Regions from separate parts of the Rattus norvegicus genome. Here all the other regions are linked to region 2. Evidence: chromatin contacts called from public Hi-C data. All regions are on one chromosome and are shown on one strand. The core of a region is the stretch at or near the end of the contact, and the rest is flanking DNA. Distances in the headings are between cores, read along the strand shown. Region 1 holds the start of Clhc1 (clathrin heavy chain linker domain containing 1). Region 2 holds the start of Cfap36 (cilia and flagella associated protein 36). Region 3 holds the start of Mtif2 (mitochondrial translational initiation factor 2).

Region 1 (4,933 bases), core at 2,188-4,687, 300 kb before region 2:
TCCACTTCCCAAATGCAAAACTAGACCACATTTTTCAATAAATAAATAAAACCCCAACAACAACAAAGCATGACTTCCGGGGCTGGAGAGATGACTTACCAGTTAAGAGCACTGGTTACTTTTTTATTGAACCTGGATTTGATTTCAAGCACCTACATGGTGACTTACGACCATCTGTAACTTTAGTTCCAGAAAATTGGATGCTTTCTTCTGGCTTCCACTTGCACGGGGAGGCATGCAAGTGATGCAGCAGACATGAATGCAGGCAAAGCACATGCGCACAGACACACCCATACATGCACACACAGAGACACACACAAACATGCACACAGACACACATTCACATTCATTCACCTATGTACACACATGCATACAGACACACACCCATATCCACATTCATTCACATATGTACACACATGTCCACAGACACACACACATACACAGGCAGAAAGGGCCTTGTTGGGAAGAAGGGTTTCAGTGGGAGGAGTTGGGATAAAACAGAGTGATAGTGAAAAAACTAAAACTCACTAAATATATGAAGTTATCAAAGAAGAAAAGCAAACCACTACAAACTACTGCTGTGGTGGGACACACCTTTAATCTTAGCATTTGGGAGGCAGAAAGTTGGATCTTTGTGAGTTCAAGGTTAATTTGGTCTACCTAGTAAAATCCAGGCCAGCTAGTCTACATAGTTAGATTTTTGTGTCAAAAACAATAAAATGTTTAATTTTTTTCTAAAGAGCTCTAACATTAGTATTTACTGCACAGTATTTCATGGTATGAGATTCCATCAGTTATTTAACCATTAGCTACTGAACTTTTACTACTATTAATGATGCTTTGAATAAGTGTTTAAATTAACTTTATGATATGTTGGCAATATAGTAATAAGCAGTTATCTAAACTAATGTATCATGCTTAAGTACCACAAACATGAATCAAGGCACCAGGCTCCATGGTGGTCCATGCCTTTAATTCTAGCACCTGAGAGGCACAAACAGCTGATCCTCTGTGGGTTCAAAGCCAAGTTGCTGTATATAGTGAGATTCTAGCCAGCCAAGGGTACATAGTTAGGCCCTATCTGAAATAAATAAAATAAAAATAAAAAATAAGGGAGATACTACAATAATTTTGATGAGTTGGATAAAAGTCAATTTACAGGAGGACATAAGGTGCTCCCAGCCAAGCCATAAGCAATGTATGCTTAAAGTGTTTTTTAATAAAAAAAAAATCACTTAGTGTCTGTGTGTGAGTATATGCTTGTCTGGAACACACACAGAGGTCAGAGGACAATTTATGGAATTTCCTTCATGGAGGTCCCAGTGACTTGATCAGCAAGTGCATTAGCTCTTGGACCCATATCACTGGCCTAAGTATTCTCAAATATAAAATCAATTTGTTTACTCATTAGTTCAATCATATTGGATATCGATTTTGTGTTTTACTGCTAGGGATTCAGCAATAAGTAAAACAAGGTCCTAGCGCCTTGGAGCTTACAATCTGGTAAGATACAGTACAGATAATGCAACTGCAAAGAGTAACCAAGTCCAAAGACAGGGGAAAGGCACAATCACTGGAGCATGGATCTGAGTAGTAGTGGCGGAAACCTAAGTTCCTTTGTTGGCCTATTAATGTCCTTTTAGGGACCAACAACTTTTTTTTCTTTCTAACAAAACTATCTTTTTATGTTATGTCCTTGTTATACTTGAAAGCAACATATTTTACTCTTTGCAGTGTTGGATATCAATTCTAGGGCCCCACACATGCTCAGATAACCTTTAACCCAAAGTGAAATATTTGAATGATGTAGAATAACACCACCACTTTTTACTTTTCTGTTTATGTCCACGTTCGAGTGGGTACATGGGTAGAAGCAGGAGGATCATGTTATGTTGAGTGCGAGGGTGGGGGTGGGCTGTGTGGGGGTATGTCTTTTCGAATCAGTCTACCTTTTAAATTTTTATTGCATTTAGTTAGTTCAGGGGTAGGGGGCACTGTGAAAGTCCGAGGGCAACTTGGCAACTTGCTAGAGCTCGTTTTCTCCACCAAGGTATCTCAAGAATGGAACTCCAGGTGTTAACTCTCTTTACTGATGGAGCCATCCAAAAGCCCTATCCTAAGAAATATGTGAGTCGTGTGGGTGTGGGTGTAATGTCGACGCCCCCTCCCCCACCCATCTCTTGAAACTGCTGGCCAATGAACTCCAGGGAGTCTCCTGTCTCTGCTGGTCTACAGTGTCACAGATTCCACAGGGCACAACAGCCTTTAAAAGTGGGTGTTGGAGTTCCAACACAGGGGTTTGCATATCGAACATTTACCTACTGAATCATCTCCCAGCCCCATATTTTTTACTTTTCAAAATGTGTACTCCGGAGGCAGAAGAGCTAGTAGATTAAAATGAGGAAAGAGTAGACAGGTTATTAGGAAGATACAGATCCTCTTTATAAGAAAATGGGGCACGCCTATGCTTTCGAGTAGGAAGAAAAGACGTTGAGAGGGTGCATTAGAAAGGACACTGGGTTTGTGAGGTGGAGAGAACACAACCGGCTTCTAACTGCTTCAAGTTTCTAAGAAAGCACATGCTCCTATTTTCCCACTTCCAAACTTGTAGTCGAAGGCTAAACAATCATTCTACAGGTTTCCTTATTTTATGGCTTTTAAAATGTGCAAAGACGGGCTGCAGAGATGGCTCAGTCGTTAAGAGCATCGACTACTCTTCCAGAGGTCCTGAGTTCAAATCCCAGCAATCACATGGTGGCTGACAACCATCCACAATGGGGTCTGATGCCCTCTTCTGGGGGTGTCTGAAGACAGCTACAGTGTACTCATATACAAAATAAATAAATAAATCAAAAAAATGTGCAAAGACGAAAATTCCAATACATTTAACCGTTTCATACTAGGGAGGCGCGTGAGGCTCAAAAGCTTCTTCGGACCGGAGTAGCGGAGGGGCAGGAACAGTCCACACCAGAAGAGGCCGAGCCCCCTGCACTTCGAAAGACTTTGTACTTCAGCTGCCTTTGAGTTGGCGGAGGATACCCAGACCAGCTCCTTACTAAGGGGCGACAGACACTTTCAGCCCCAAATGCCATTTTAGCCCCTAAGCCTTCCCTCCTGGGCTTTTCCGGAGAGGCCCCACCTACGCGCAAATCGTTTTGTTTCATTCCCAAACCCTCACCTGAATCTCTCCTAACCCAGATTCCACAGTTTAGACACTGTAATCACATATCCCGGAACTGTGGAAATGCATCTTGGGACAAGTAGTTCTATCAAGAAGAAAGCAGTGTAAAACTACAATTCCCAGGTAGACTTGTTTTACCTCTCTTTTCTCAAGCTCCACGAGCCCCCTTAAAAGTAAAGTCCCTCTTGATCGCATCGGCTGCATAAGAAAGCCTTTTGAGGCATTTTTAGTTGAGCACACCATTTCGAGGCCATTCTGAGCCAAAATGAGAAAAGAGCGTAGAGAAATCGAGCGCCCGAGCTAATCAGGCACTGCGTTAGACAGCCGCGATTCGGCTGCAGCGCGCAGGCACGAGCGTGGCCGCCTAAAGGGCGGTTCCTTCGACCCGGAGACTCGGTCAGCCACGCTTGGCTCTTCCTTTCCGATCCGCCATCGTTGGTGAGTGTGTGCTCTGTGGCCCGGCTCTGGCTAGTGGCTCTACCGGTCGCTCTCACTGGTGTGGTCGGGTCTAATCCGTCTCTTTTCGAATGCAGGTGGAGCAGCCGCCACGATGCAGATTTTTGTGAAGACCCTTACAGGGAAGACCATCACGCTCGAGGTACGGCCAGGTGGCATTGAGGAAGCCAAGGCCTGACTGAGGCCCTGTGTAATAGAGAACGCGTTTCTGAGCCTGAGTTCTGAAGCTTAGGATAGGGTGCTTAACAAGGTTAGGTGCGGAACGGTCGCGCCTGCTCTGTCCGGAGTGGCGAAATGCAGGGTATATGGAGGGAGACGCTTCGCTCCGGGCAGACGCTATCGCGTGCTTCCCCGGCCGTCGCTAACTCGGGTCTGGGAACTAATTTGGATTGTAGCGCTCTTGGTAGGGTGCCCGCTGGGTCATCTTCATTGATTAACTGGAGCTCACCTCTTCCACGCTCGTTGTGTGTAAAGTTAGCATTTAATGAGATTATTGTTCTAGTTTCTTACTATGTAACTGAATATTAACTACATATATCATAACTTGCAGGTTGAACCCTCGGACACTATAGAAAATGTAAAGGCCAAGATCCAGGATAAGGAAGGCAAGTAAAGTTTTGTCACTAGAAAAATGTCTGGCATGTATGACATGGGCATGTCTGCTTAGGGTAGAAAACAGATTAACAAATTTACATGTTTTGAAGAGTAAAATATTGAGAGTGGTGTCAGGCTATTTGATTGAAAACTCTGCAAGACAACTTTTTAAATGTGTGTGACTTTTAACAAGTTAATCTTTCCCTGTTTACTGTTGCACAAAGACTTTAAAGCAGTGACCGCTGTTAGCTATTATTGGATACATGAGTTTAGATATGGGGCATGTACCTTGTTTTACTAAGCCCAATATTTTTTTCTCTAATTAGGAATTCCTCCTGATCAGCAGAGGTTGATCTTTGCTGGTAAGCAGTTGGAAGATGGCCGTACTTTGTCTGACTACAACATTCAAAAGGTTTGTTTGAGGGAAAATACGATAGGTAAGGTAGTGAACCCACCAGTACTTGATGCGTACTCTAGTTGTTCCCTGACTTTAAAATATATGGTTAGTTGATCTTTTTGGTTTGTGGAAAGCAGTCTCACAATCTACCTTGAACTGGATTCCTGAGCCTCCCTCATCCCCCTAGTGCTGGGGTAGCAGACAGGCAGAACCACAGCCAGCCTTGACAGGCCGTGGAGAGAATTTTTGATGTTATAGTGCTGCTGTTTCTCTTCCACTAACAGGAGTCCACTCTCCATCTCGTG
Region 2 (4,842 bases), core at 1,769-4,268:
GGCTTACACTGAGCATCCACGGCATCTACCAGGCTGGAAACAGGACATTTAACAGGCCGACGCTGCTGAGTGTTGAAGTGCCTGCCATTAGCAATGAAGAGTGGAACTACCAGCTCTTTTGTGATGTGGACTTTCTGCCAGAAAGTGAGCGTAACGCACATGTAGGTGGGTCAGCTGTTTTCTATTGCTGTGATGAGACAACATGGTCAATGCGGCTTATAGAAGGGAGGGTATATTTGGCTTACAGTTAATTCCAGAGGGATAATTGTCCGCAGTGCTAGGGAAGCATGGGAGTGAGCAGCAGACTCGATAGCTGAAGCAGAAACTGAGGGCTTGTAAGCAGGAAACAGTGCTGCCTTGAAATGGCTCTTTAAACTCTCAAAGCCCACCTCTGGTAACATACTCCCTCCAACAAAGCCATGACTTCTAATCCTCTTAAATTGTGCCATGAACTGGGGACTTTATGGAGAACGGTCTCATTCATAAGACCACAGTAAGTGACTTCTGGAACCCTTGCCTTGGTTCTGTTGCATGGTTCCCCCATCACGTGGGGCTCTCAGTGCTCACTCCTGATTAGTATCTGAAGATAGTCCCCCCCCCAACCCTCCATGAATACTGGGGCTAGGTGGTGACCTTGTTTCCAACTTATGCCTGGTTCAGATAAATCTCTCTCTATCCCCCACATCTCCATGATGCAGTGAAATTGTGATGCATTATTGTAAGTGTTTCTACTTGGATGGAAGGATATTCTTGGACTCGGAAGCCCAGGAAACATACAGCTCTGAGGTGGGACAGTGTCCCAGTGAAAGGGCATCCTGATACACGGGGGCCCAGGAACCTTAAACCTCTGAGAGGAAGCCTCATCAGAGACATTGTAGCTCCCAAGGGAGGGTATCCCAGCTGAGGAGTTCAGGAGCCTCAGTCCTGCTCCTTTTCTTCAAATCTTCTCTTAATTTGTTCCTTTCTTCTTGGCTTCTTCATACTGGTGAGTCATACCAGACAGGAAATATTATGAAAGAGATTTATTGGAGGGTTCATAGTGTAGAGGGACAAATCCAGGGATGCCCGCCCTCTGCTTCCAGGAGCCCTGGACAAAGGGTCAGGGCTTGTATAGGATTTCTGAAGGGCAGAACTTCTCAGGGCAGAGATTTCCAGTGTTAGGATTGGTGGGATTTCAAGTCCTAAGCTTGAGGTGGCTCAGGAATTGGTGGGTTTTCCTGCTCAGTGATTGGTGGCTTTTTTCCCCACCCCATTTTTCTTGCATCAGGCCCATGAGGTTAGGGTGAGAAGTTCTTTCTGGATTTAGCTGGCTTTTGCTGAGGCACTGTCTCTGTGGGGCTGCTGGGGTGTTTTTGTGTGGAGAGAGGCTAGAGAGTAGGTACTGCCACTGTGGACAGTTCTTGTGGGACAGTTCCTGCAGTGGTGTTTCTTAAAAGCTGTAGGCCGAGGCACAAAAGGTGTCATCATTGTGGACAGCTCCTGAGGAGCAGCTCCAGCTGAGGTGGGAAAGCAGTGCACCACTGTGGACAGCTCCTCCAGCTTCTATCTGTAGGCTGATGAGATGTGGTGCCACCGTTTTTTTGACAGAAGCTATCATTTTGGACAGCTCCTGTGGGACATTTTACTGCGGAACCAGGGCAATAAGAAAAATCCCCACAGAAATGACCTTTTGGTCCATAACGAAATTCTTGGACAGAAGATAGAATGAGCTGGTTAACATACTAATTGCTAACTTGAGAGTTGGGTCCTCCCTCTATCAACATTTTAGTATATTTCGCAGTACTTCTCAACCAGTGGGTCTCATATCAGAAATCCTGCACATTAGTTTTATAACAGTGGCAAAGTTACAGTTATGGTGTAGCAATGCAATAATTTTATGGTTGGGGGTCACCACAAGATGAGAAAGTGTATTAAAGGGCTGCAGCATGAGGAAGGTGGCAAACCACTGAAACGTTGGGATCCTCGGGGTCTTCTGCCTCTAATACCCACTTGGTTCCTCCTGGGTTTTCTATCAACAGTTGCTGCAGCTCCTGCCCCCAGCCTGACCTGGTAATCCGCTGTCCTCCCACCACACAGCCACCTCTGGTTCTGAGTCCTCCTTCACTTCCACTTTCATGAAACTGAAGTTGTATTCTCTGCTCCTTCAGCTCCTCACCACTCTCAGCGTGGTATTCTGAGGGCAGAGACTTCTCACTGCTAGACTGGAAACTGTTCCTCTAGACCTTAAAGTGGGTGAGGGCGCTTTCTAAGGTTCACCGTCCTTGGTTTTGACTGTGAGTTTGATGTCAAGGTTTATTTAAAATAAGTTCTCATTATATAGTCTTGGTGGGCCTGGGACTCACGGGTCTGTCTGCCCCTGCCAATCAAGAGTATTAGAATTAAAAGGAGTAAGCCGCCATATCTAGTTATAAGATTTTTGTGTGATTCTTGGGAGTCCTCTGGCCCTTAAGTAGGAAGAGAGCAACCTGGATACTTTTAAAAAACTGTCTATGAAAGCCTATTTAAATGAAGATTAACTGAATTTGTAATTGTCCTAATTTTAGCTATTGTTAACTGTGCTTAGGGTTAAAGACCCATCCTTAGACAGCAAGCAAGCGAATGCAGAACCAATTAGTAAACCTCACAGAGCTTAGTTTGCTTAGTTTTGTTTTCAAACTATACTTCAGCTACAGGGCCAGGGGCTCTGAAAACCCTTAGGGGTGAGGTGGGAGAGGGCCTCATGGTAGCCACGCCCTCGGCACGCCATTTTAAGACAGGCCGCGCGCGCACACGGGAGCGCGAACGCGGTCTCCAGGCGCGGTAGCCAATACCTGCACTTCTGCTTTCAGCCTAGCAACTCCAGACCAATGAGCGGAGGGCTATCGTTTGCACCCCCTTCTCTTCCAGCCAATAGGAAACGTTCCTATGCCCCCGCCCCTCTCTAGGAGCTCAGGACTCGGGCCTCACTTCCGGACCGCTAGGTATGTTGTCATAGCGACCATTTTACGTTAACTGGTTTGTAGTGTCTAACCCCGGGGCCAGGCGATTGCGGGGACCGTGTTGCCCGCATTCCCCGTCGCTTCCTGCGGCCGAAAGGCCAGACTGGGCCGGGGGAATCCGGCCTAGGCGTCCGCGTCGCCCGGTGCGAGCGGGATGGCTGCGGAAGAAGAGGACGAAGTGGAATGGGTGGTGGAGAGCATCGCTGGGTTCCTGAGGGGCCCGGATTGGTCTATACCTATCTTAGACTTTGTGGAGCAGAAATGCGAAGGTAAGAACTAGATCCCGAACAAGCCGAATATTACTGTCTGCCTGCGGGGCCTAGGACAGTTTTGTAGAAGGAATTGCATACACCCCTTCCCTAGTAGGGCGTTCGTTTGCAGACACGAAAGTGCGCACCAAGACCTCTCACTCACCTTGCCCTGAGCGCTGGTCCTGAACACAGTAGAGTTTAATCCCTTGTTCAGCTTGTCACTTCACCCTGCATCTTTCTATCCCTCTCAAGAGGACCGTTTGGGTAACCAGCATCTTCCCCAGTTATTTGGGAGAAGCGTTGTTTTGCTTCGAGTTGCTTCTGAGCCATGAGATGTCTCCCTGTGGACTCAGTCTATGAAATGAAAACAAATTCACTCTGGCCGTTTTATCTGCAAAGAAGGACATTTGATTACCCCGGCAGGACCAAAGCAGGCGATTGGGAGGAAGACTTTTCTAAACAAACGAGATATACAAATGTGGAATTCTTTTGCAGGATCGGCATCAATGCTTTGTGATCGGTTCATATACTGTTCGTATCTGAGTTCATCTCAATCACAGACAATGTCCTATCCAACCTTTCTCGTGGTTATTTGCCTAGGCAATACTTGGAGGTTAGCAATATCCATCATCGGAACTTGTCTCTCAAGTTAGAGGGACTAGACTTGTTTGTAAAGATCAGTGCGATAGAGTTGGGTGAGTGAATGCAAGCTTCAAAGGGAAGGAAATCTTGTATACAGTTTTGCAGGATGAGTTGGCCTGCTTGAAAGGTGATGGGTTTCCAGCCTTTCGAAGTATCTGAATATATCTGACAGAGATTGTACTGCAATGCAGTTTGTCTGAGATTCAGCTAACAAAGGACTCTTATCCTGAATTGTCTTGCAAGGCTTCTCTTGAACCCAAGATTCTATGGATCTAGTAAAGAAAGAACTTTTTTTGATCAGTGAATCTTTTATTTTATTCTAACTATTAAAATTCAAACAGTTAAGTGTTTTGGCAGGCAACTTTTAAGAAGATTTGGAAAGCAAAGCAATTAACATGTGTTCCTCTGTAGAATTTAGAGTGCTGTTAAAAGGTTGATGAAACATGGGAAAAGCCTGACCTCCTGAAGGAGGGATTGTGTCACCCACTGATTTTCATCTATCATTGAGACTAAATCCTGTGGGGAAATCGTGTGGGGCATAGAAATGGTTTGGCTTCTATCCACAGTGTCAAGAGTGGCTACATCCTGGTAATAACAACTCTGTGCATTTTCACAGAGAAGCAAAGCTAGGGCTTAGAAAATGCACCACAATGTTGTGGTTTTAGAACTGAAAAGAGTTTAGTGAGCATTTGTATTGAATGCATGTGGAGTGTCACAGAGGACAAATGCAAAGTAAAGACTTCATCCTTCACTGATGTGGGGCTGCCTCAGGATATTCAAAGGTCAGGTTAGACAGCTCTGTGATAGCAACATTTCAGTATTCACTGAGTTACCTTAGACCCGACCCTAGGGATAGAAATGCTATCCTTGGAAACTCTACAGCCTACCATAGAAGGCACACATGTAAACAGTACATTATCAAGTACATAACTTTTAAAAATAAAGGCACTGGGGCAAGAGTGTTTGTTGGC
Region 3 (4,774 bases), core at 1,148-3,647, 270 kb before region 2:
GCAAAGTCATAGAGAAACTTCTACCTGTGGCACATTAACACCATCATACATACACACAGAGAAAAAATACCAATAAAAGGAAAATGGCACAGCAAAGTCATAGAGAAACTTCTACCTGTGGCACATTAACACCATCATACATACACACAGAGAAAAAATACCAATAAAAGGAAAATGGCACAGCAAAGTCATAGAGAAACTTCTACCTGTGGCACATTAACACCATCATACATACACACAGAGAAAAAATACCAATAAAAGGAAAATGGCACAGCAAAGTCATAGAGAAACTTCTACCTGTGGCACATTAACACCATCATACATACACACAGAGAAAAAATACCAATAAAAGGAAAATGGCACAGCAAAGTCATAGAGAAACTTCTACCTGTGGCACATTAACACCATCATACATACACATAGAGAAAAAATACCAATAAAAGGAAAATGGCACAGCAAAGTCATAGAGGAAGGACCTGACGCAGTAACAAAAGCCTTGAATGGGCACCTGCTCTCACAGATCAGCCAGCATTGTCAGGGAGGAACAAGTCACTCTTGTCCAATGGGCCTCACTCTGTAAAAAAGAAAGACTTCTCTATAGCCTTTCTATAACAAGGTTACAAAGAAAAAAAGTGAGACGATAAATGTATTGTTTCCTCATTGATGACTTACATACTTTGAACATTCACTAGCATGAATGTTGTTAAAAACATTCATGGGGTTGGGGATTTAGCTCAGTGGTAGAGCGCTTGCCTAGCAAGCGCAAGGCCCTGGGTTCGGGCCCTGGGTTCGGTCGGTCCCCAGCTCCGAAAAAAGGAAAAGAAAAAAAAAAAACATTCACAAGCCACTATCTCCCTCAATTATAGATAATTCTGAGGCTCTGTGTGTGTTAATATAGTTAGTATTTTACCTTGAAACTCATTCATGAAAGGAAGGTTCAAAAGAAATTCTGATTTCATTCCAAATAAATGAACTAAGACTTACAAATTTAAGCCAGGCCTGCTGGCACAGGCGACTCCAGGCAAAGGCTGAAGGATGACAAGTTCAAAGCAGTTTTCAGTCTTGGTTACATACGGAGCTCAAGGTCAGGCTAGATATATTAGGTAAATCATCTCTCAAAACAAAATGCAAAAGAAAAGAGAAGAAAGAAGAGGAGGAGGTAGGGGGAAGAGGGAAATGGTATGAAGGGGAAGGGAAGAGAAGAAAGACAGAATACATTGCTTAACATGCAAGGAAGCTTAATTCAATCCCCAGTGCCCAGTGCTGGAGAAAAAAAGAGGCCAAAGACATGGCTTTGGTATACGGCACTGGGTGCTCTTGAGACAACTGAGTCCAGTTCTGGACACCCAATATGGGTGGCTTACAACTGCTTGTTACTCTAGCTCCAGGGGATCCTACACTCTATACTCTTTTCTTGCTTCTATGGGCAGGCAAGCAGCGCTCTCTCTCTCTCTCTCTCTCTCTCTCTCTCTCTCTCTCTCTCACACACACACACACAAATTTTTTTATTTTTAAAAAATATTTAGAATTTCATTTTTAATAATCAAACATTTACATAATCATCACACTTCAAAAATCATGTTAGGCGTTTGCTGTAACTTAAAAAGTAAAAGGAAGTGCTCAGAAAACACAGGGTTCCCTTAAATCATTTTTTTCCTTTTTTTTTTTTTTTTTTTTTTTTTGAGACAGTGTATCCCTGGCTGTCCTGGAACTCATGTAGACCAGCAGGCGGGACTCGAACTTGGATATCTACCTGCCTCTACCTCCCGAGTGCTGGGATTAAAGAAGTGCACTACTATGCCCAGCTTACTTAAATCATTTTTTTTTTTCGGAGCTGGGGACCGAACCCAGGGCCTTGCGCTTGCTAAGCAAGCACTCTACCACTGAGCTAAATCCCCAACCCCCTACTTAAATCATTTTTAAATGACTTGTGAAACCAGATTTACAAGGGCACAGATTAATGGAACAGGAAAGACTCTGGGACAACCCAACATAGATATATGTAATCGAGAATTCAGACAAATCTCAAACCTGGAAAGAAACCTTGGTTCTTAAATATCCCAACGCCTGTCACTTTACAGAGGACGTGGGATCCATAGCGGTCATTCCCGACTGCCATGAGGTTAGCGGCAACCAGGAACGGGAACTCAGGGTGACATTCGCAAAGCGGGGAGAGGGTGCGTACGCTGCAAATGCGTAGCTGCATTAACGGAAATGTCTGAATGGACCAATAAGAGGTTTTAGAAAGGAAAAAAGAAGTGAAAAACACCGCCGCCGCCGCCACACGGGCCTCTGGGAAGCGCACCCGGGTGCTCGTGGGCACTGAAGCCGCGGCAAGTGACACTGGCACTCGCGACCATCTTAGCGTAGAAACCCCACTCACTCAGTTCCCAGGCGAGGTCGCCTTCCGGACCCAGGAGAACTGTGGGTCACTCAGTCCGTTCCTTCCGCAAGGTCCCCGTGGTGCTTCCGGTACCGCCGGAAGCAGCTTTCCCACTGAATTCCGGGTTGTCTGTGGCTGATAGAGGCCGGCGGAGGCCGGCTGCCCCTACTCCTGTAACCTGCAGTCTTCAGCCGGTGGCCTGCAGCGGGGAGGGGGAGCTCTGCAGTTCCTTCCCTTCTCCAGGAAGGACGCGTGCATCTAGCTGGAAGGAGGCGGCGCAAGGTGGCTCTAGAGAGCTTCAATGGGATGGGCTGGATAGGTAGTAGAGCCAGGGTGCTCCATCTGCAAGCCCAGCCCGGCCTGGCCTCGATTTTATCTGCCGTATGCAATCACCGTACCGATCACAAGATCGTGGAAAGGTTTCAATAACTTGTTAAGAACACCTGGTTCATGTAAACGTTTTTCGTTATGATTTTCGTTATTTTTCTTTGGTTGGAGTTTTTTGGTCCATCCTCTATGACCACAGCCATCACCACCTCTTTAGGGTAACTCGTTTACATCTAGCTCTACTACAGATTAATGGAATGGTATAGAACCGTTTTTTTACCCCCAAAGCACACTTTCCCATGATCTCCCAGTGTCTACCCTAACTCAGGCCCCTCAACCCACTCCTTTCCTCTTTTTAAAAATTTGTTTTATTTGTATGTACACACACACACACACATCACACACACATATAAATTGAACTCAGGAACTCAGGCAAGGCAGTAAACTCCTTTACCCAGTTAGCCATCTCACTATCCTTTCCCCTTTCTACCACAAAGATTCACAATCAGTATTAATGACCTCCAGACTGGGTGCATTGTCTTTTCCCCACAGATACTCTTTCCGTCCATTAGTTTTCAGTTTGTTTCTCAGGCCTCTTTGAAAGTTCTTAACTTGACTCTAAACGTTTGTGGCCGTTCTGTAACCTGTAGTGGAGTTCTAATAGAATCACTGAGTCTCTGGGCAAAGATCAGAATGAATAGTTGTTTCCTAGAATTACTGGGACCTTGAAGAAATCATTGTAGAAAACTGTTGGGGTTTAGAAATTGCAACACAAACCATAGGAACACTGATCTCAGTTAAGCCAGAATGGTTTATTGAATGCACACCCTAATACTGGTCAGACCAGGGACATAGCTCAGAATTATCTGAACTATGACAATTGATATCTTATTTAAAAAAAAAAAAGATTTATTTATGAGTATATTGTTGCTGTCTTCAGACACACCAGAAGAGGGCATCAGATCCCATTATAGATGGTTTGTGAGCCACCATGTGGTTGCTGGGAATTGAACTCAGGACGTGGATGAGCAGTCAGGGCTCTTAACCACTGAGCCCGATGATGGATATCTTTTTCTATTAGTTTATAAAGAAAAAAATCACAATGAATTCATATGCAGGTGCAGGAAATGCTGACCATTGGGCAACTCAGGCTCAAGATATTTTAGACATATCGATCTTGAACTTGATGGGTCCTACATGAAGCTTTGTGGAATTCCTTAAGATTAACAAACGTCAGAACATAACAGTGGATGCGGTCAGCATGTTCTTATTGTGAGTCAAGTTATTTTTCTGTGTCAATGACTGGCAGGCATATTACAGCAACACTATGAAATAGCTGGTAAGCATGGAACAGAATTGCTACAGCTGTGCTGGGGGTGGTTGGCCATAACAACAACAGTTTTCTTTATTTATGGAGTTGCTTTTCTGAAGGCGCTTTAGAGCCTTTGCACGGCTTTGGTTACAAACTGGTCCTGGCAGGCCTCGAGTGTCGCACATTGGGTACTGGGACAGTGTACAATAAGGACTACATTTGCTGGAGGCGGGATGTTTTCCTTCAGGAAATATATAGATTAGATAAGGGGTGTTAAAACAAAGTCCTAATTATTCGATTTTATCAAATGAAGTCTCAGGATCCAGATGCTAGGGTGAAAGCCTATTACCTCAGAAAAGCAGAGAAAGAACTTGGATGGCCTTCCTCCGCAACTGACATCTCAGAAGGAAAAAGCCAGTTCTCCACAGTGTCTTAAAAACCCTTCAAGCTGAAGGTCCCCTCTACTTCTTGTAGGTCTCTCTATCCATCCTCCTGATTTCCTCTGACTATCTTATGTTTTTTTCCCCTATGTTTATTCCCAGCAAGAGGCATTTGCTTGTGCCACATCTTGACCTAAGGTTGACTTTAATCTTGTTTACAATAAAAGGAAAGCTCTTGGATTAAAGGAGTGTGTTATGACTGAGCCACACCACAACCAGAAACAGGTTTTTTCAATATACAATCTTGGGGTTCACAATGTGATCAGATATCCTGCAACACAGGGCCTTTGGTATGAAAATTTGCAACCAAAC

What was found. A called contact is a pair of places that touch in the nucleus more often than the background predicts.
Region 1: a contact with region 2 is called in a Hi-C map of liver, with 2.9 times the contacts expected there. The contact joins the promoter of Clhc1 here to the promoter of Cfap36 in region 2. A contact is called at or near these places in 1 of 12 Hi-C or Micro-C datasets (liver) and 1 of 1 datasets of contacts at active chromatin or transcription factors (oligodendrocytes).
Region 3: a contact with region 2 is called in a Hi-C map of liver, with 4 times the contacts expected there. The contact joins the promoter of Mtif2 here to the promoter of Cfap36 in region 2. A contact is called at or near these places in 3 of 12 Hi-C or Micro-C datasets (frontal cortex, liver and prefrontal cortex) and 1 of 1 datasets of contacts at active chromatin or transcription factors (oligodendrocytes).

The regions. Positions count from the first base shown.
Region 1 is chr14:107,487,568-107,492,500 of GRCr8, reverse strand. Clhc1 (clathrin heavy chain linker domain containing 1) reads right to left here and starts at 3,437. Exons shown (of 12, transcript NM_001013877.1): 1 at 3,320-3,437. It overlaps Rps27a (ribosomal protein S27a), which reads left to right and starts at 3,616. Exons shown (of 5, transcript NM_001305443.1): 1 at 3,616-3,779; 2 at 4,188-4,242; 3 at 4,558-4,643; 4 at 4,913-4,933. The coding sequence starts at 3,732.
Region 2 is chr14:107,190,582-107,195,423 of GRCr8, reverse strand. Cfap36 (cilia and flagella associated protein 36) reads left to right here and starts at 3,018. Exons shown (of 10, transcript NM_001024866.2): 1 at 3,018-3,247. The coding sequence starts at 3,133.
Region 3 is chr14:107,464,556-107,469,329 of GRCr8, reverse strand. It overlaps Mtif2 (mitochondrial translational initiation factor 2), which reads right to left and starts at 2,397. Exons shown (of 14, transcript NM_001004254.1): 1 at 2,384-2,397.